Linked DNA regions of Zea mays: region 2 is linked to region 1. Evidence: chromatin contacts called from public Hi-C data. All regions are on one chromosome and are shown on one strand. Each heading gives the region's core, a stretch centred on a gene start, on an enhancer-like site or on the middle of the called end of the contact. The rest is flanking DNA. Distances are from core to core; before and after follow the strand shown.

Region 1 (6,500 bases), core at 2,314-4,813:
TAGAGGGTAAATCAAAACTGGTATATCAGTTGTGCTCACGGTTAAGAGCGGCATTGGGATCCTCTTTGACTAGTGATATTATGGTTTTCGTTATGGTGTGATCGTGGATATTAGCAATGATGTTACTCGAGGAGGAAATGACTTGTGGTTTGGTAACTTCGGGATAGATGTTAAAACCTGGCTTACATTAATAATAAATATATACCTGATGAAGTAAAAGCAACTTGTTATCAACCAAATTCCATATAAAGCTAGTCCACGTTAGTCAAATAGGGCACTTGTTGAGTATGATGTGTATGCACCCTTGCTTTCACATAAACACTAGGTTGCCATCGACTCAACCACTGCCCAAGAGAAGAACAAGGAGTTGAAGTGGATCTCTAGGAATTCCAAGACTTCAATGAGTTTGAAGACTAGGCAAGCGATCTCCCAGTCAAATGCATGTGGGAGGCCCCTTTAATTAGTTACTTTTTCGTTTATGCACTTTGAACTATGCGATGTCTATGACTGTTGGTCACTTGTTCTCAAACGTTGTGAATCAAGAACAAGGCAACACAATTGTTAAATATTAAGGACCTTCATCCTCCGAAGCATTATCTTCTTTCGGATATAATGATCTTCAGACGAAGGTCACACCTTCATCACTTATGGGAATATGAGTTCATGAAGACAATAGATGTTATTCATTTATTTATTCCTTCATATATTTATTTCATAGTGTTTATATACATGAACATTAACCGAAATTATATTACATTGATACCTTCGGCTTGATTGAAGGTGATGACGCGAGAGCAATTACCATCCAACGTGAATAGTATGGGGGCACTGTTCACCTATTTATAGGCACGGGACGCAGCCCGAGTAAAAATACATTTATGACCTTAACATATAGCCATAATTGTGACATAAAACATCAGGGATTAGCTAGCCTTTTCCTCTTCGGCTTGGCATCATGTTTGACCTTCGTTGTCGCCTTAAGCCGAAGTCGTCGTCCTTTGGCTGCAGCTTCGACATTCGTTGTTACTGGTCTTAGACAATGTCTTTGTCTCGAGGACCTTCGACAGGGAAGAAGATCCTCATCACAGCAAAGCTTTTCTTATGACGAAACTCCTGTAATATTCAATAGTACGCTAGAAACAATTGGTTAGTCATGTTTTTTAGGATCTTCGGAAGAGGAAGGCCCCCAACAATGACTATGGTCTATAGTAATTTACTTATGCTTAAATATTATTCGAGCACTGTGCAATGATGTGACATTTATGTAATCGTTGTGTATGTGATTTGGATTCTGGCACGTATATGGTTTGCATTTGGTTTGCCTTTTACGTCTGACACCCCTTTAGGCTAGGTATGATTCACTCAACCCTATTTTGTCTCGTCCGACTCTTACACACCCTTGCTTCGCACTAGGGCTAGAGGCGGACATCACCCTGCAAAGTTGACAGCAATCTGCTCATGCTCGATGGTTAGTTGGGCCTCCTTCGGGCCTCTTTGAAGCGATTTTACACATTGTGACCCATGGGACTTGGGACATGGGGTTTTTAACCTCGACGGCTCGCTAGAGGTTACATAAACTAAATTATTTGAGTAATTCAATAAATTGCTAGATCGATCCATCACCGACATGGAAGACACGGAAAGAGACCATAAGTTAGTCTTAAAACGTTGATAAAGCAACTAAAATTAGATGAAAAAGAAGTGGTGGAAGAGAAAGATTACGAAGACTAGTAGTGCATCATTTATTTTTATAATCCATGTAAATTTTATTTGCCTAATTATATATTTGGATGAATTTATATTTTAATAAAATGCCCATAAGTTGGCCTTCTGGCTCCAAGGGACCATCACTAAAGGATGTATCCAGATTGTCGTGGAAGGATGAGGGGTCGTGGCGGGTGATGAGACCATGCTCATACGTCTATATATCGTGCTTTTGGTTGCCCTATTCTAGTTTGGGCATCCTTGGGTTTTCGTGGTCATGTTGCCCTCATATCGTTTGTTGCTCTAACGAACCTTAGGAACATCGGACCGAGTGACATCATCCCGTGATCTCGAGGCCACTCTTGCTGAGATTCTTAGGAATGTCGGACCGAGCGACATCGGTCGTTGGGATTCCTCAGGCTTGCTAGCGCCTTTAATCTCCATAGTGAAGCTCCACATGACAAGATCAACCATCCTTAGTGAAGCTCTTTTGACAGGCCAACCATCGCTTTCGACATGATAAGGCCCCGACCTCGTTTGGGACCAAGGGTAATGGAGGGGATTGAGTGGGCCAAAATCCCTTTCTCGATATACCCATTTTCCAGCCCTAAAAGGGCAATGGAGCAATTTTAAGATGAGCCTCCCATAGTCTTCAATCCACTGGCTCACCCTCCACGCATTGGTTGATTTCATTCTAGTTCACCACAACTGGAAGGCCTCTTTCGAATGAAGAAATAATTTACATTAATCAGTGTATTCCTTCTTCACCACAACTCGAAGGCACTTCGAAGATAGAAGAACACGCATGACGGATGACCTCACACCCAAGCATAACACAAACCAATACAATACACAAGCATTGCGACTACATATAAATATTCGATAAAATTTTAAAACACAACAATTACATAAAAACGAATAAATACATACATTATTATCGATCTTAATATCTAACAAATTCTTTGCAACACAACCAATACGTCTATACGCGACCTCACAGTGCACAGCGAAGCAAACAAACAAAAGAACATGTAGATAAATAGACCATAGATGTAGACACACTTGTAGCAGCACGGATACACCAACTCACAAACGTCGGTCTATACTCGATTCGAAGCGAATTGAAGCAACCAAACAGAGGAGCCTTTCCTCCCGTTATTCCAAACCAAAACACTCACGGCCATATGGCATGATCATACACGTACGTAGGAAAGGTGGCGGCTCAGGCGAACTCGTCGGGGTGCGCGACGAGGTATGCCTCCACCATCCTGACGAGGCGGACGTACCCCTGCGCGAGCCTGGCCTCGTCCTCGGGCGCGAGCGGCGCGCCGTCGAGGCGCTCGTAGTCAACCTTGACCTTGGCGACGCAGGCGCCCTCGCCGGCGGCCTCCACCCTGATCTCGGCGAAGTGCGTCCTGAGCTGCGCGCTCACCGTGCCGCCCTGCAGCACCTCCGTCCTCACCACGCGCGCCGCGGCGTCCAACGCCACCACGCGGCTCTTGAGCGTCTTGTTCTCACCCAGCGCTGCGAAAAAAGGCCGGCCGGCGGCATCCTCAGGGCTGGTGCGCATGCATGGTGGCGCAACAAATAATGGCCTAGCTAGCTAGCTAGCTAGCTAGTTCAGTTACGTACGTACGTACATGGGTTAAGCTTCATGGTGGTGACGCTGCCGGGCCCGCCGTCGCCGTCGACCTCGACGGCGTCCACGTAGCCGGCGCAGGCCTTGGGCAGGAGCGCCGACTTGGTCTCGGCGAAGGCCACCTTCCACATGCGCTCCGCCGGGACGGCCACGGCGATCTCCTCGCTGATGCTGCCGGACACCATCGTCGTGCTAGGCTGCTGCTACGTACTGTAAGACTGTTATGTTTGTGCTCACTGCACGAACACGATCAAGAACTACTTATTATATAGATGTGGCTGCGCGGTTGGACCGGAGCTTGGTGACGTGGAAATCTTGGACCACGAGATCACGTGGTTTGACCGCGAGAAAATTTCAGAGAATTCGTTCGGAGAGGTACAGAATAGTACAGGTGCTGAAGAAAAATAAAATTCATAGAAAGACTGGCCAGTACCCAGTAAGCTTAGCTTTTATGTGCCCAGCTGCTATGTTTGGGGTGTGCCAAGAAAAAAAATAAAAAAACAAATAAAAAATAAGGATCAACAAGACTCGAACTTTGACCACCAAGTTTAAAATATAGCACTTGTACCACTATGCTAACTACACTTATGTGATCTTAGGGTGTGCCGTGGACCATATGGACCACCCGCTAAGTCCGCCCCTTGTCCACAAGGATTTGGGTAGGCTGCTGGATTATTGCAGAGCATGCAGCGCACATGGGATTCTATAAGGCTGATCATACGAGAGCGTTGACGTCAAATGTGTGTATATATACACAGCCAGACAGTTGTTAGGCACCCGTTTGACACAGCTTCTCGAGCTGTTTAAGTTGTTTTTATCTAAAAGCAGTTATTTCTAAAACAATCTCTCATGTAATAAAGCTCTTAAAAATATGATCTCATGGAAAATTAATATATAGTTCGAAAATAAATATATTGGCTTTTAGTATCTAAAGGTCTGAAGACTCATCTAATAATTTTTTCTCAATCCATAAAGTTGCTAAACCATTTGATGTTTCTAAATACATTATAGACCTCATAATTCATCGATAATTCCGAAAAAACTATTAGTAAAAAAAATTGCCCAAAAATGTTGTGATAACATCAAAAGAGTATAGATTTAGGTCGTACGCGCTACCGGAATACGGCTCTTTGCCGAGTGCCAAATGATTTGCCGAGTGTTTTGTTTCGGGCACTCAGCAAAAAAGTTCTTTGCCGAGTGCCTAACAAAAAACACTCGGCAAAAGGTTTCTTTGCCGAGTGTTTCTTTGTCGAGTGTTTTTCTCAATACTAGGCAAAGACAATTTAAAAATATTATTTTGAAGCAGTAAATTAATTCAAATGAAAACGTTTTCAACTACAAATTTGTATAACTCATCAAGATGTACAATTTATATTTTGGTCATTTCTTCATATGACAAAATCAAAGTAAATTTGTTCAGAAAAACTATATATCTCGTAGTTTATGAAACTACAAGAGAGATGTATAAAATTTGTGAATAATGTTAGAACCAACATGTGGGATAAATAAATGACCAAACAATCAAAATAAACATTGTAGATCTTGAGACGTTATGTAATTTTGTAGTTGGCAACTTTTTGATTTGAAGTCATCTTGTCAGCGAAAACTACGGCTGAATTTAAAAATTTGGATTTTCAAAACGACCTCAAACGAAAAAAAACACCAAAATAAAAGTTGTAGGTATTAAAAAGTTATGAAACTTTGTAGTTGACAACATTTTGGTTTGAAATCATCTTGTATGCAAAACTTTATTTGAATTTTAAAATTCAAAATTTTCAAACCACCTAGAATGAAAAAAGAACCAAAATAAAAGTTGTAGGGCTTGAAATGTTATGAAACTTTATAATTGATAATTTTTTGATTTGAAATCATCTTGTCATAGAAAAATATGTTTGGAGTTTTCAAATTTGAAATTTAAATTTTGTAAACGACCTCGGATGAAGAAATTAGCAATATGAAAGTTATAGATCTTGAAACGTTATGCAACTTTACAGCTGACAACATTTTCGTTTAAATTTATTTAATGCATCAAATGATCAATTTATTCTCGGTTTGTTATAATAAATGAGAAATAAAAACGTAATATAGACATAAGTGATATAGTGGTGTAGAGGGATTGCTAGTTCGAATCTCATCAATCACAAAACGTGAATTCAATTCTCAACGAATCCAATTAAAAAAATGTCAGTCCGGTAGTGTTTGAGATACTTGACAAAGAATGTCAGTTCTGTAGTGATAGCTCTATATCTACACGTCTACTATATATATGTAACGGATTTCTAAACCCCATATTAGAATAGTCTCGACGATTTGTAAAGACTGATGACAAAAAAAAAGCATTAATTAAACATAAAGGTTAATGCTGGACGTAGATGCACGCCGATGTCTCATTGTGTGAAAAAAATGTGAGAGTCGTCCGTTGCCTAACCGTTGCCGCGTAGTTGTTCACATTACGCATTACGGTGTAAACACACATTGACAAAACAGCGCTGGAGCGCCATCCACGAAAGGCACATCCGCACATATGGGCTAAAGACTTTTTATCGAAGGCATGTTTGGACCATCTGCAGCATCTGCAACGACTCTAATTTTCATCTTATAAAAGAATATTATCAGTACACGCTAATTTACATTATCCTATACATCGTCTTCAGTCTTCACCATCTGCAGCAGCGTCTTCTAAATCGTATCATCAATATATCATCCTCCGTATTTTGTAACCATATTATCAAAATTCATTTTCACTGTTTTTTCTTGTATCGGATCAAATTACAAAAAAGAGGTTCATCAGACATCACATGCATTTGTGGAGCAATTCTTATTTGAAAAAAAAACTTTTCCCCTCGCATCTTGAATGTGGACGGCTCAAGTACAGACAACAACCTTCAGTCCTCGTAGAACTTGACTGCCATGGTGGCGCTGCCGGGGTGCCGCAACACGGTCTGGTTCTGGTAGCCTCCACGCTCGCCGCGAGGTTGTCATCGGCCCATCTCCAGGTAGTGGGCCGCGCACCGCAGCTGCTAGTGTGCGGCTGGAGCTCGACCCCGACGGCCATGGCGTGACGGTCGGCGAGTGGTTGCCGCAGCGGGCCACGCAGCTTCTCCTGGGGCCAGGAATGGAGCAGGAAAAAATTTAGAAGGGGCTGAACTAAACTACT
Region 2 (6,534 bases), core at 1,409-3,908, 78 kb after region 1:
AAAATTTGTTTCTATACAGAAGAAACTATGCCTACGCAGAAAACTAAGATATGATGAGATTAAGTACATACAAATAGAAGAGAGGAGATATGATTGCATAAAAAATGATTTTGATAAACCTAGAAATATGGTTTTTGGCCAGAGAGCTAGGACTAATATGAGCATTAATCTCGTATCCAAGGTTCTTAAGCGTTGGAGAACCTTTGCTTCTGATTGATAACACTAACCTGAACTAAAAGATCTACGTTAGTTCTGGTTGGTGTTACCAATCTAAACTAAAGAATTAAACTCTTTAGTTCTGATTGTTAATACCAAAAAAAACATTGTATGGAAAGACGCATAAATTTCTTGCATGCCCGTCACTGGCACGGGGCGGTGCTCAACGTGAATTTTACACCATCATGGACGGATTTTTTTCGCAGGCACTGTTATCCTAGACCGTTTAAACGTCGTTTAAATGCTATTCGGTAGCTAACCTTTTAGGCCATTTATGCCGTTTAATCCTATATAATTTAATTTTTAGTCCATTTAAACGTCCATGTAGTCCGGTTAAATAGAGGATGATCGACTGTTTACCGTTTAATGTTTAAGATAACACTAGGGTAAGAATAATCGACCAGACCAATATGACGATTTGTGCATTTTTATGTGGGAAAAAATTCTATGCTTCCTGCTGCAAATCTTCTCATTTATAGTCCCTCACATTCATCACCTGCAGAAAGAAGAGAGAAAAACAATGATCAAACAGTGAAGCGACAGGTTCCGATTTCTATTCTTGTAAGCCCTCATCATATGAGGAGCTGTAAACGAGAGGGTTTGCAGCGGTGTTTACAGCATCATGCCGGCAGAGGACTGGAATACTACAATCTCACGAGAGCATTTATATTATGCATGACCAATATTGATTACGGTCTGAAGAAATTCTTGGATGCCTGCCCCCCGTCCTGTATGTACTGCTCTTTGGTCCCGTATTTGTCTGTCGTCCAATTGGCCCGACGCATATCATTGCAAAGGTCACGCTCGCACACCCGTTTTTACCTCCACACTGTTTTTTTTAAAGTGATCATATTTTCTGGCTGAAGTAGAGATGACAACGGCTAAATCCTTGCTAGGTTCTGCATCTCATACATATATCCACCACAAATAAAAACATATCTGTCGGATCACCATATCCACTAGTGGGTACAAATTTTCTCTCGTACACTCATATAAGTCAAAGTCACCCGTCGGATCACTCGTAACAACAAAGATTAAACTTGTACCAAAATAACGCCTTACACAAAAACGGTAGGTTTTGAACCAATCATCCATGGGTTTGATATAGTGATACATGATGTTTTATACTCATGGGATAATGAGTATGGGTGAATGCGGGAACGTTCCAATATCTACATACCCATTGAGTGAAGGATTTTGTCTAACAAAGACCTATGATAGGATATTTAGTCTATACACATCGTCTAATGGAGTAAATATCCATCGTCGTATTGCTATCTCTAGGTGGAAGATACTCTAACGGAGTTCTTAAATAGAGATAGAAGAAACAACTTGTTAGACTGTGCTCAGCGGATCGTGCATATAGCCGTATAAAACATTGGTTTGCATTATAGACTATTGTGTTTATAAAGTGAGGTCTAAAATAGGAGATATCCTTACTACTACTAGCAGTTATGTTCTTATCTCATCAGCTGTAAAAACTGAAGATCCACAGGAACAGTAATCCTCAGTTGGCACATGTCAGGGGGACTGATTGAGCCTGTCACGCCCAGCTGCCCCTGTCCACAGCATCCCGTCCGCTCCCTGCTTTGACTGCATTCAACAAAGCCTGCTGCACTCTGCAGCACAGCCATCTGAGCAGCCTGGATGGATGGATCTTGCGCTAGCTGATACAACGACATGTTGCAGCACATGACATGGTCAGCTCTGTTCAGTTTTGTTTTTTTTTGTTTTTTTAATCAGAGGCTGAGCATCTGCTGCTCGGTATGACGGTATCCAATGGTGTTCAGTTTTCGCGTAACATTCTGCTTCCTGCTCACCAACAGCAGCTTCGGTACCAGCAGCCCGTGTTCCAAGACAAGGTTCACTGAGCCTTTCATGGCATTTTGGGGTCATGCAGCACCTGCTGCTTCAGTCTTTCACATGCTACCCTACTGAAGTTTAGTCCATGTATCCAATGTTTGAATATCTATTAAATATAATCTCGATTAAGTTTAATGAATTTATCTCATCTTTTAGTCTCTATCTCTACAATTAGTTTTGTAATTAAACTATATTTAATATATGTAATTATCATTTAGACATTCGATGTTGTATTGACTAAACTTTGTTGAGTGGAACCGAACAACACGTAATAGATATACAACAAGCGCCAGCAGCATGACCAGCTAGCTAATCATCGGTGCCAGCTCCCGTGATGGTTCTGTTCACCGTCCACTGCAACTGCAAGTGACCGCAAAGCAGATGCGAATGCTGGCTGGAGCCTGGAGCTTGCGCAAATGGCGACCGCCCAAGACGGCGCCAGCTCAGCGGCCCGCCCGCCGCACTGCATGGCGACAAAGCGAAGCCAATGAAACCGCCCCCACCCCCAGGCCCCCAGTAGGCCATGGCCATGCTCGGTCATCTAACAAACTCTATGGACGGACGCCAATTTGTTTGGCAGCAACGGGAGCGAGGGCCTGGCCCCTGGCCTGGCTACATTCCGCAGGCGCCTGCCAGCCTGGGGAACCCAGGACCACGAGAACATGTGAGGTGTTGGTGTACTGGTTGTTTGTTAGATTGGATGGATCATGGATGGATGTACCCACAAGGATGACAGGATGTATACAGAGCCACTGGATCATGAATTCATCATGTGTTTTATTCACCAAATCGACAATCGTATGAAGCAACTCTCTGGACTCGACTCAACCCTCTACTACCACAAAAATTCCTTCTTACAGATTGAATGAAGAAATCATAACTGTACAAGCAAATTAACAGCTCGATGTCGACCGTCCGCCGCCAGGCTTGCCTCCCGCAAGAAAGGCGATGCAGCTGAGCCCTCGAAGCCGACGGCCGGAGAAAAACGGTGAACGATTCTTTTCTTCAACGACAGGGGCGCGCCTATAGCTTCAAAGAATTGTCGGGGGAGGAAAAGGCGGCTTGAGAGATCCTCTGAAGTGTACAGGGGACCGGGAACAGGAAAAAGGATGGACACTTTGTACTCTCTGTGCATTTACGCTGCTGCAATGGCGGCGGCGTGGAAGCTAGGGAGGGTGGAGCAGACGGAAGCGTCTGAGGATTGGGTCTGCAGATCCAGGCAAGGCTCGGGGAAGACCAGCTCGGAGTATCCGGAGACGTTGGAGCAAGACCAGTGGGAGGTGGGACTGGCCGAATCGGCCAGTGAGAAGTTGATGTTGGAGAGGCAGATGTCGGTGAACGGGTCGCCGGCGATTCCTGACAAAACGCCAGCGACCGAGATTCTTGTTCCAGTCATGTTCTTCAGGGTGATGTGGCTGACCACCGGGAGCGCGGCCGGGTCGAACTGGTCATCTGGGTGGCTTGGCCAGTCACCGGTGAATGCGATGGCGACGTCGACGTCTTCCATCTGGACGTCTGAGATCACGGTGTCTCTGATATAGCCTCCGCGTCCCGGCGCGGTCTTGAAGAAGACGCCTCTGGACGAAGAGTGGATGAGGAGGCGGTCCGCATGGATGTCCGAGATCCCGCCCGACATCTCGCTCCCGAACGCGAGAGCGGCGCCCAGTGAGGACTGCAGATCCAGTCTGCTTATGTGGATGTCTGAGGTTGGCCTCCCGAAAGCAATGCCTTGCTTGTCCCACCCGCTTTTTAGTGATATGGCGTCGTGGCTAACACTGATACTGCTGTCCTCGATGCACATATTTGAGCATGAATCTACAGAAAAAAAAACACATACGCAGAGAGGAATGGATCAGGTTTTGGCCATGGTTCTGCGGCGAATCACCTCAGGTGATGGGTTAAAATGTTAAACGTAGAGCATAGAATAATTTGCTGTCTCCACCAAGTACACAGCCACAACTGAAACTGGCTAGTATAACTTGTCTCAGTTAAGACATACTTTAAGTAGATGATACTCAGGATACATATCCAAAAAAATGTTCCGGTCACATGGATTTTGACTAAGGTAAGGAATGCATGATGATCAAGTGCTGCGTTACCTGGAACGATTCCATGATTAAGTGGAGCATCCAATGAAGTCTGAATTGTGACACTATGGACCACTACATTGCTGATGGAAAACAACGGAAACATGTCAGTAAGTAATTTTTGACAATCTCTGTCTCAAAAATCTAGCAGGACAGAGCAGAGCAGATTCTATAGTTGCAAACAATGTTAGCGTACCTGCAATACACTGGATGTATACTCCAAGCAGGGGAATTTAAAAATGTTATGTTCGAAATGACGATTTGCTCAGAGTCCACAAACTCCACAAGATGAGGGCGACTATAGTTCAACTTATTCGAACGAAACCAGTTCCACCATGTAGAACCCTGGCCATCGATTGTTCCATTGTTTCCTGAAAGAAGTGTGTTCTTTAAGTATGTAAATCAAATAACTACTAGATAAAATACTGATATGTCTCAAACCAAGCGTGCTTTAAGATTTCATTTACCCGTAATTACAACATCAACTAGATTCTGCCCGTTTATTAAGCTTCGATGCCTCGAACCTGGAAGGTCCATTCCTCGTCCATATGATGGCAAAGGTTCGACAACAGGCCACTGTGAAACGTCCTGAAGTAAAAACACAAGTGCTTACAGTTAGTTTAAATGTTTAACTTACGATAAGGCATCTAATTTCACAGCTATAAGGAGAAAAAGTGAAATGCATACAAAATATGTTCCTTTCAATGTTCAAAGATTTGCAACGCCTATTAAAGATCTTAGACTGCTCTTTCCGAACAAACAAAACTTCACCAGCATGCAATGGAACAGATACTAGACATGTCCTCACCATGCAGAAAACTATATATTACAGACAAACAATCTCAATCAGCCCAGTGCATAAAGCAGCTTGACTTCAAATCAATGCAAATGGTATTTGTCTTTCCTTAGCTACTGCCCCTCACATCGATAACTACGTGTCACCATCATCTAGTGCTCCTGTCTTGATTAGCAAAGTCGCATACCATTACGCTAGCAAAGATCCGAAAGAATATGGAACGTTGTAGTACTTAACGAAAATATGGAAGAACAAAACATATACCTCACTCCCAAGCAAAATATTTTCAGATTAAATCCTAGAAATAGAAGCCTCACCTATGAGGTTTACCAGGAAGGCTGGAAAAATATCGCTCCAGTAGGACATCTTCCACCAACCGTATCCAAACAAACAAATGGTGGCATGGGCTGGCCATTGCGTTGCTAGCAACTCTCAATGCAAATGCAAATGCAAATCGAAAATTGATGGCCAAACAACATCCTAAACACCCAGCTGCCTATGCTCTACGGAACGGAATTGGACAAGTAATGACACAGCAAAATGCTCACGCGGACAGAAGAGAGAGAAAACAATTGCAAAATTGAGGTGGACAACAACCTGCGTGCCAACGATGACAGCGCCACTCTCCAGGAAGAGGGTAAGGTGGCTGGTGAGATTGAAACTGCCGGTGAGCCACCGGCCCCTGGGAATGTACAGCTGCGCGCCGCCCTTGTCGGCGAAGGAGCGCAGGTAGAAGACGGCGTTCTGGAAGGACACGGTGTTGAGGGTGACGCCGTCACCAACGGCCCCGAACTCGGTGATCGTCACGCTGTGCGGCCGCGGCGGCGCGGGCGGGCGGCGCCGCGTGCACTGTGGCTCCGCCTCTGCACAGGCGAGGCCGAGTACCAGAACTGCCACCATCGATGCCAGAGCCACCTGCAACCAGCACGGAGCCATAGCCAGTCAGTGCTCAGTACTAGCGCTGTTCCCATGAGTCAATCCAGTACGGAAGCTACACAATCAATACGCGCAAGATCTCAAGGGACGCGTCACGCGCGCACAGGAAGATCCCGATTTGCGGCGACGAGAGCAGAGCGAATCGAGACCCGGGCATCCCCCTAGCAGGAACACGGCACTATGCGACAATCCCAGAGAACCCATTTCGCGGGAGGCCACGGCGAGCAAGAAAAGAGGCTCCCCTGCGGAGGAAACCCACGGCACGGAGGGTTCGACAAGGCACAGTGATCAGACATACTTACTAGCCTCGCCATCAATTTCCCCCCTTTCCGGCGGAAGGGGGGGAGAGCGGAGCGGCAAATCAGGGCAGGCGGACCAGAGAAGATGAAGCTCCGACACGCGGTCGAAGAAGACGAGGGATTCGCCTGGGATTGGAGAGTAGAGCGGAGTTGGCCCAGTGGAGAAGGAGATAGAACGAATAGCGGAGGGTGGCTGACGCGAAGCTTAAGAGCAAGGGTGGTATTTTTTTCTTCTTTTTTGTGTGCATAGGTTTACAGCGTGGCTCTCGAAAGGTCCTCCGTGTGCTATAGTAACGTTCGCTCCGTATGACTTCTTGAAATACAATGTAAATGAGAC

Evidence for each region. A called contact is a pair of places that touch in the nucleus more often than the background predicts.
Region 2: a contact with region 1 is called in a Hi-C map of ear, with 2.1 times the contacts expected there. The contact joins the enhancer-like site here to the promoter of LOC100280981 in region 1. A contact is called at or near these places in 3 of 25 Hi-C or Micro-C datasets (ear, endosperm and tassel).

What each region holds. Positions count from the first base shown.
Region 1 is chr10:22,618,037-22,624,536 of Zm-B73-REFERENCE-NAM-5.0, forward strand. LOC100280981 (pathogenesis-related protein 10) reads right to left here and starts at 3,564. Exons shown (of 2, transcript NM_001153901.2): 1 at 3,345-3,564; 2 at 2,537-3,228. The coding sequence starts at 3,528. The coding sequence ends at 2,927.
Region 2 is chr10:22,696,588-22,703,121 of Zm-B73-REFERENCE-NAM-5.0, forward strand. It overlaps LOC100282607 (polygalacturonase), which reads right to left and starts at 6,374. Exons shown (of 6, transcript NM_001155515.1): 1 at 6,201-6,374; 2 at 5,560-5,877; 3 at 4,634-4,754; 4 at 4,363-4,537; 5 at 4,179-4,249; 6 at 2,833-3,894. The coding sequence starts at 6,212. The coding sequence ends at 3,215. Within about 2 kb of position 2,659, at least 12 of the 20 cell types and tissues checked have an H3K27ac peak or open chromatin away from gene starts, as enhancers often do. A contact at or near this core is called in ear, where this site is marked.